Regions from separate parts of the Sus scrofa genome. Here region 1 is linked to region 2. Evidence: chromatin contacts called from public Hi-C data. All regions are on one chromosome and are shown on one strand. The core of a region is the stretch at or near the end of the contact, and the rest is flanking DNA. Distances in the headings are between cores, read along the strand shown. Region 1 has its middle 81 kb from the start of RUNX3. Region 2 has its middle 39 kb from the start of CLIC4.

Region 1 (4,338 bases), core at 533-3,032, 310 kb after region 2:
TGTTGTTTGTGACTTGTGGATGATGTCCATTCTACCAGGTGTGAGGTAGTTTTGATTTGCATTTCTCTAATTATTAGTGATATTGAGCATTTTTTCATATGCCCGTTGGCCATCCATATGTCTTCTTTGGAGAAATGTCTATTTAGGTCTTCTGCCCATTTTTCAATTGGATTGTTTGTTTTTTTGTTGTTGAGTTGCATGAATTGTTGGAAAAACTGGAAAGCTACATGTAAAAGAATGAAAGCAGAACACTATCTAACACCATATACAAAAATAAACTCAAAATGGATTAAAGACCTAAACATAAGGCCAGACACTATATAGCTCCTAGAGAAAGAACAGGCAGAAGACTCTTTGACATAAATCACAGCGATGTCTTGTTTGACCCACCTCCTAGAATAATGATAATAAAGACACAAATAAACCCATGGGACCTAATCGAACTCAAAAGCTTTTGCACAGCAAAGGAAGCCATGAAAAAAAAAAAAAAAAAGACGGCCATGAAATGGGAGAAAATCTTTGCCAGCGATGCAACAGACAAGTGCCTAATCTCCAAAATATACAAACAACGAGGGATTTTAGATTGTGGGGTTCACTGCTGCACCCGACTCCAGCAGTGCTGGCACATAGCACGTGCTCCATATGTGTAAGCTGTTTGTTGTCTTCTGGTTTAGTTTCTAAGCAGACAGTGTGTGGGGAGCATACCCCAGCTCACTCAGCAGAGAGGCGGAACCACGGGCTAGCCCCATGCCCTCTGGCCCCAAAGCCCAGCTATTCAACCATCACATCAGCTGCCCAGTGTCAGGGCCCTGGGGACTCACCTCGGGCCACCACTTGGTCTCAGGTAGCTTCCTTTGTGTGTGTGTGTGTGTGTGTGTGTGTGTGTGTGTGTGTGTGTGTGTGTGTCTTTTTAGGGCTGCACCTGAGGCATATGGAGTTTCCTAGGCTAAGGGTCAAATTGAAGCTGTAGCCGCCAGCCTGCGCCACAGCCACAGCCACGCCAGATCTGAGCCTCATCTGCGACCTACACCACAACTCACGGCAACAATGGATCCTTAACCCAATGAGCGAGGCCAGGGATTGAACCTGTGTCCCCATGGATACTAGTCAGATTCGTTTCCACAGAGCCATGATGGGAACTGCTCTGGCAGCTTCTGATTCTCTCTGGTCAAGGAGCTGCCCCTGCCCACCAAAGATAGGCCTCTGGTGGCCCCTCGTTTCCCCTTAATGAATAACTCCAATCGCCCGGGCTCTGAAGCCTGGCAGCCTGGGTTCAGATGCTGGCTCTGGGAGTTCCCATTGTGACTCAGCATGTTAGGAACCTGACTAGTATCCATGAGGATGCAGCTTTGATCCCTGGCCTCGCTCAGTGGGTAAAGGATCCAGCATTGCTGCCAGCTGCGGCATAGTTTGAGAGTGAGTCTCAGCTCTGGCATTACTGTGGCTGTGGCGTAGGTCAGCCCTAGCCTGGGAACTCCCATATGCCACAAATGCGGCCCTAAAAAAGGCAAAACAAAACAAAACAAAAAACAAATGCTAGAAAAACTTACGGTTTCCAAATGAGACAGGTTGGGGGGTAGGGGGATGTGCTGAGGGTTTGGGATGGGAATGCTGGGAAATTTGGTTGTGATGATTGTTGTACACCTATAAATGTGACAAAATTCATTAAGTAATTTTAAAAAAATGCTAGCTCTGCTCTTTTCTCTGTGTGTCCTTGGGCAGGGACCATGATCCATGCCTCAGATCCTCCCCTGTAAAGAAGGGGGAGAGATATGACCTAGTCCAAGAGCCATAAGGATGCAATAAGCGAACCCCAGTAAAATGCGAGAGCAGCGTGTGAATCCGATGAGTGCTGGCCATTGTCGCTGCTAACCACCAGCCCAGGGCACCTGGCCCACTGCTTCCTCTTGTCTTTCCAAAGGCCCAGCCCCCTGCCCACCCGACCACAGGGCTGAGTGGACACTAACAGCTTTCCCGGAGGGCTGGCCCCGCCCCTCCAGACTCATCTCGGAGCCCTGCCCACGCAGGGGGCCCACGGCATGGCCCTCAATCAATAAGCCCAGCTGACTGTGGCTTTGGGGTCTCAACCACCAGCCGCGGCAGCCTGGCTGGTCCAGACCACAGGTCCAGCTGGGGCCAGGAGCCGGTGGAAGTTACAGCATGGGGAGAGTGTGAGCCGGGGTCCCAGCTGCCCCAGGGCCCCTGCTGTGGGGCCAGAGCAGGTATTGCTCTGCTGACACCAGCCCCCACCCCTGGCATGAGGGTGAGGATGGAGGAGGGATCGGGGGAGGTGCAGGGAAATGGTCCCAAGACCTGCCTCAGCTGCACCAGTGCCTTGCTGCCTGATCTTTGCCAAGCAGCTTCTCTCTGGGCCTCGTTTCCTTTTGTAAAATGGGGGGAATGGGATGGGGGCCAATCCTTGCCCCCTCTGCCTCCAGGACATTATAAGAAAAAAGATCAGGGCTCCCTCTGGTGCTGAGAGCTGGGCTCTGTGCTACATGCCGTATGTGTACTGTCTCACGAAATTCCATTTTGCAGATGAGGAAACTGAGGCTGATGTGTTCCTAAAAGCTCATTTCACAAAGCTCAGGAAGGTGACCAGCCTGTCCTACAGGCTCCCTGAAGGAGACCAGGTCCCAGTTTGGGAAGGAATTCTTTTCTTCTCAGGCCACCCTCAGCAAAGACTTTGCCCTGTCCAGGACCCTTTGTTCACCTGCAAATTGATGTGGGGCTTTTTTTTTCCCTACGTCCTGTTTTTCACAACTGACACCAAAGAGCAGTCCAGGACCTTCTCTGCAGGATGCTGGTTCCCACTGCCATCCCACCTCTGCTGCAGCAGCCACAGCTCTGCTCTGTGGTACCAGAGGGGTGTTTATAGAAACCCTTGTCCAGCTTGGATGTCCCTCAGAGCAGCCGCATCCTAGCAAGGGTTGGACCTCAGCAGATGCTTTAGGCAAGGGGCTGTAGCGCCCCCTGGCCCCGGGCTGGAGCAGGATTTTCGACGTGCCAGGCTGAGCAAGGCTGGTCCTCACCCAACACCACTCCCGCTGCTTCCTGAAGTCCTGCTCCCACTCACACCTCCAAACCTCATCCAGGGTGAGGCCAGCGGGGCCCAGACCCAAACCCACAGCAGTGTGGCTTCCTGGGAAAGACAGTGTTTCCTGGGTGCTGGCTCCTTAGCGGACACTTTCAAAAGTTCCCATCCAGCCCACTCCCGGCATGAAACCCACTCATCCTACAAACCATTGCATTCGGAGTGGATAAGCAAAAAGAGATCCTGCTGTGTAGCCCTGGGAACTTTATCTAGTCACTTGTGAGGGAGCACGATGGAGGATAATGTGAGAAAGAGAATGTATATGTGTATGTGTGACTGGGTCACTTTGCTGTACAGTATAAAATTGACAGAATGCAGTAAACCAACTATAATGGAAAAAATAAAAATCATTTAAAATTTTTAAAATAAAATAATAATCATAATTCAAATAATTAAAGTGAATACAGTTTTCTTTAAAAAAGAAAAAAGAAAAGAAACCCACTCATTCCAGCCTAGCCTCCTGTGTGGCCATGCATTTCTGAGACACTGAATCCGTAATACTAACATGGTTAAGGGTGGGGCAGAGGTGCTGCTCTTTATTCAGCCTTTGAGAAGCATCACTGCACTAGCACTTTAAACACATCATCTCATTTCATCCCAAACAAGCCTATGAGAGAGGTTCTGCCATGAACCCCATTTTACGGATGGTGGAACCTGAGGCTCAGAAAGGTTACATCACCTAGCTAGAAAGTGGAGGGACCAGGATTAGAACCCATTTTCTACAAGACATTGGCTCCCCCAGGCATAGCCCAGTGCCCCCTGCCGCCCCTCTCTGATACCCCGCTACCCATCCAACCCCCAGGAGACACTGTCCTGTGTAGCAGTGGCAGCCCAGGGTTGGGCACATGGGGGGAGCGGGGAGTGTGTGCTGTCATGTCTCCACCCAGCCTTGCAAGGGTGGGCCCTTCCTTCCCTGCCTTGTCCCACTCAGACCAGGACTCCCCCCTCTCCTAGAGCAGAGCTATCTGGGTCCCCTCTTTATCTGCCATCCATCCTGCCCTTCAGACCTGGGCTGGCCTTCCCAAGGTCCCCACAGGATTCTGTTTGCTTCCAATTCCCAGGCCACCAGCAGATCTATTACTCATCTCATTCCTATTATTCATTTATTCAGTAGGTTTAGGGGCAGGCAGGAGGCCCTGGGGACTCTAGAGTGAATGGGTCGGCTGAGGGCCAGGCCCAGCCTCTGTGCGGACACTAATGCCTTATCAGGGCTTTGGAAAGGTCAGCGTGGTGGAAGCCTCAGA
Region 2 (4,441 bases), core at 1,234-3,733:
CAAGGATGCAGATTTGATCCCTCGCCTCACTCAGTGGATTAAGGATCTGTCACTGCTGTGAACTGTGGTGTAGGTCACAGACATGCCCTAGATCCCTCGTTGCTGTGGCTGTGGTGCAGGCTGGAAGCTACAGCTCTGATTTGACCCCTAGCCTGGGAATTTCCATATGCTGCTGGTGTGGCCCTAAAAAGAAAAAAAAAAAAATTTTTTTTTAATGTTTTCGGTCTTTTGTCTTTTTAGGGCTGGATCCTTAACCCACTGAGCGAGGCCAGAGATCAAACCCGCAACCTCATAGTTCCTAGTCGGATTCATTTCCGATGTGCCACGACGGGAGCTCCCCAAGAAAGAGAAAAATTAAAAAAAGATCGAGAAACCAGGAGTCTGGGGCCTGTTTACTTCTGTGTTCCCTTCTGAGCCTAATATAGGATCCAGCAGACTGAACTGCAGACCTGTTTACTGACTGCACTGCTGGGCCATCCTTGAGTCCTTTGATGAGCTGTCACTCCACTCCCAGTGCCAGTTGGAAAGTGTTCTGGCCACACAGGGGGAATCTTACCTTCTGCCCACGGCTCCACCCCGCTCAGACGGTGTGACTTAACACAGGGCCCTTCCTCTCTCCCAGGTGGGCACCAAAGCGCCAAGTGAAGGGAGCAGTGGAGATTCCTGGCTGGTGGGGCTCGGCCAAGGGCATGAGCTGGTACTCCAGCCTTCGCCCCACCCCCGGAGCCGCTCTGTCCTTTTTTTTTTTCCCCCTGCACCCACAGCATGTGGAAGTTCCTAGGCCAGGGATGGAAACCATGCCACAGCAGTGACCAGAGCCCCTGCAGTGACAATGCCAAATCCATAACCCACGGCAACACCAGGGAACTCTCGTCCTTCATTTTTAACTTTTACACATTGGGCTTCCATGCGAGGTTTCTCTTTTGTTTTTAAGGCTTTCCTGAGGCAAAAGTGATACACACTAAACTGGTGTATTTAAAGTGTATGATTTGATACGTTTTGACACATACACACACACACATGCGCACACACACTTGGGAAACCAGCTACAATCAAGAGAGGGAACATATCCATTACCCTCAAGAACTCCTTGGAGTTCCCTTCATGACTCAGCAGAAATGAATCTGACTAGCATCCATGAGGACACAGGTTCGAGCCCTGGCCTCACTCAGTGGGTTAAGGATCTGGCATGTAAATCGCAGATGCAGCTGGGATCTGGCGTTGCTGTGGCTGTGGTGTAGGCCGGCAGCTGTAGCTCTGATTTGACCCCTAGCCTGGGAACCTCCATATGCCGAGGGTACAGCCCTAAAAAATTTTTTAAAAGAAACCTCTCCTGCCCCTTTCTAATTCCCCCATTGCCTAGGAGCCACACACTAGCTGGCGTGTTTTTTTTTTTCTCTTTTTTTTAATTACTCAATGAATTTATTACATTTATAGTTGTACAATGATCACCACAATCCAGTTTTACGGTATTTCCACCCCGTACCCCCAGTGCATCCCCCCACTTCCCAACCTCTCTCCTTTGGAAACCATAATTTTTTCGAAGTCTGTGAGTCAGTATCTGTTCCACAAAGAAGTTCATTGTGTCCTTTTTTCAGATTCCCCATGTAAGTGATAACGTTTGATGTTGGTGTCTCATTGTCTGACTTCACTTAGCATGATAATTTCTAGGTCCATCCATGTTGTTAAAAATGCCGTTGTTTCGTTCCTTTTAATGGCTGAGTAATATTCCATTGTGTATATATATGTACCCAGTTGCAGTTTTCTAGATTTTTTTTTTTATGTAAACAAACCCATACAGTATGTACTGATTTGTGTTGGCTTCTTTCATTCAGCACAATTGTTTTGAGATTCACCTGTGTTGGCACGTGTATGAATAGCCCATTCCTTTCTAATGCTGCCTGTGTCGTGCTATACGGATGCACCATATTTCGTTTACCCACTGACTTGTTGGTGGGCACTTGGGTAGTTTCCCACTTGCAGCTATTACAAATGAATGTTCCTGCTGTGAACACTCCTTCTCACAAGATTTTATCTGAAAAAGTTGCACGGTTAAAAAAAAAAAAAAAAAGCGAGAGTTCCCTGGTGGCTCAGTGGGTTTAAGATCCAGCAGTGTCACGGCAGTGGCTTGGGTTGCCGCTGTGGCGCAGGTTCAATCCCTGGCCCGGGAACTTCTGTATGCTGTGAGCATGGAAAAGAAGAAGAAGGGGGAGGGGGAGGAGGAGGAGAAAAAGAAGCCGCATAACATGATCTCCAAAGTCACGGGCTTTTAAGGACAGGAAAGCTGTCGTGGGGAGTCATGTTCTAAGGGAAGTGCCATTTTCGAGATCCTGTGGGTGCCAAGCAGCTGACCGCATGGACTCATTCCAGCCCAGCATGTCTGGGACGCAGGTGCCATTGTTTCTCCCAGTTTACAGACAAAACAGCTGAGCCATAGAGGTGTCTGATGACACACATCGAGCCTATGGCAGAGCCGTGACTCAGCCCCAGGGTCTGATGGCCTCTGGGAAGAGAACCAGCACTGGTTCTTTTGCTTACTTTGACTCACTGAGTGGTTGGGATGGATATTTGCGTTGTATCCTCATGCTGGGCTCACTGGGGACACCCAGTCGAGCCTGGAAGGCACAGTGGGGAGGGGTGCAGAGCAGCAGCAGGAAGTGAGTTCGCCATGGTCCTGAGGGGCACCGGGCCGGGCAGAGGCAGGCAGGCAGGAGCCCCTTGTTGTGCAGAGGCGGCTGGACCCTCCACGTGTGTTCTCTCCTGTAACGTTCACAGTAATCCTGTGACATGGAAGATTATCTCCATTTTATTTTATTTTTTTATTTTTATTATTTTATGGCCACACCCACAGCAAACAGAAGTTCTAGGGACTGAATCCAAGTTGCAGCTTCAACCTACACCAAAGCTGCACCTACACCGGATCCTTAAGCCACTGCGCTGGGGATCAAACCCAAGCCTCTGAAGCCACTCAAGCCACTGCGGTTGGGTTCTTAACCCACTGTGCCACAGTGGGAACTCCTCCATTTTATAGATGAGAAAACTGAGGGTCAGGAGAATCTGTCAGTCAGGCTTCTGTCGGCGTCAAGTAATAGAAAAGCCAACTGAAAGTGGCTTAAGCCATAAATACATTCACCTGACAAAACCCCCAAAGTGCCAGATGTTATCTGGGGTCCCCAGAACCCAGGCTCCTTCCCTCACTGTAGGCTTCATCCTCTGTGCTGGGCTCATCCCTCCCTCGCAGCCCCCAGAACGGTGGCAACAGTTTCAGGGGTCACAAGCCAACAATGGCATCTGCAGCCACCCAGAGAACTCTCTCCCCAGTCACCCCCCCCACCTTTTTTTTTTTTTTTTTTTCAGCTGAGCCCAAGGCATGTAGAAGTTCCCCAGCTGGGGATGGAACCCGTGCCACAGCAGTGACAAGGTCGGTCCTTAACCCACTGCGGCCGGGAGAGAACACCCTTTTTATTTTTTCTGTCACCCCTTTTAAGAGGGAAGAGTCCCACCTGGCAGCTCTCAGCAGACTCCCCCTCACTTCTCAAGGGCCAGAATTGCCTAAGCTAATCCTCCAATCAGGAGCCACCTTTTGGGTGGGGTCCCGGAGGTGGGTGCTGACCGGAGGGTCTGGTCCTGAGGAAGTAAGGGTCTGCCTCAGAGAAGGGACTTGCTCAAGGATGCAGGTGGTTGGAGGCGGAGCCGAGCCCTAAAACCCAGAGGTGCTCCACCCTGCCTGTTAACCTTCCAAGATTTTATTATCCTCCTTCCACAGGAGAGGAAATAGAGGCTCCTGTTGTAGAAACCAGGCACTTCCCAGCCCCGCTGCTCCATTAGCACAGTCCATGCCAGTGGTGTATTATCCCACCACCTACGAGGTAAGATGCTATCCTTACACCCATTTTACAGAGGGAGACACAGAGGCACAGAGAATAAGATGCTTGCCTAAGGTCACACCGCCAGAAAGTGGTGATCCTGGTATTTGAACCCTGCCTGGTATTCCAGAAGCCCGCCACACACAAAGGTCAAAGGTGGGGCAGGGGGAAGGGTCAGGTAGGCAAGTCAGAGGGCAGGTGGGATGGCCTCCAGGGAGAGCTGAGCAGTCACAGGCGAATGCTGGCTGCTTGGAAAGCCCAGTGGCCGGAACCCAGCTGGGGCCAGGCCAGCTGGCAGGCCAAGCCCAATCTGCAACATGAGCCCAGGAGCTGTCACTGTCCACCCACCTCGCCTGCTTCTCCGGTTCCAGGTCTCTGCCTGGGCCCCTGCAGGAGCCCAAAGTATAGATTTAGGTTTTATCGGTAACAAGTGCTCATAGGACAGCTCAGCAAACCACAGATGCTTGCAGTCCAGAGGAACTTCAAGGAATTTGGGTCTGATGCTCCATTTTACAGATGGGAAAACTGAGGCCAATCTTGCGTAAAAGCTTGGTTGGTTGGTTAATTTTTTTATC

Evidence for each region. A called contact is a pair of places that touch in the nucleus more often than the background predicts.
Region 1: a contact with region 2 is called in a Hi-C map of embryonic fibroblasts, with 1.6 times the contacts expected there. The contact joins two enhancer-like sites. A contact is called at or near these places in 9 of 47 Hi-C or Micro-C datasets (alveolar macrophages, embryonic fibroblasts, epiblast stem cells and 5 more).

Annotation. Positions count from the first base shown.
Region 1 is chr6:82,674,114-82,678,451 of Sscrofa11.1, forward strand. No RefSeq gene overlaps it. Among named protein-coding and RNA genes, the nearest start is that of RUNX3, 81 kb to the left of the region's middle. Within about 2 kb of position 1,783, at least 3 of the 83 cell types and tissues checked have an H3K27ac peak or open chromatin away from gene starts, as enhancers often do. A contact at or near this core is called in embryonic fibroblasts, where this site is marked.
Region 2 is chr6:82,359,753-82,364,193 of Sscrofa11.1, forward strand. No RefSeq gene overlaps it. Among named protein-coding and RNA genes, the nearest start is that of CLIC4, 39 kb to the right of the region's middle. Within about 2 kb of position 2,484, at least 14 of the 83 cell types and tissues checked have an H3K27ac peak or open chromatin away from gene starts, as enhancers often do. A contact at or near this core is called in embryonic fibroblasts, where this site is marked.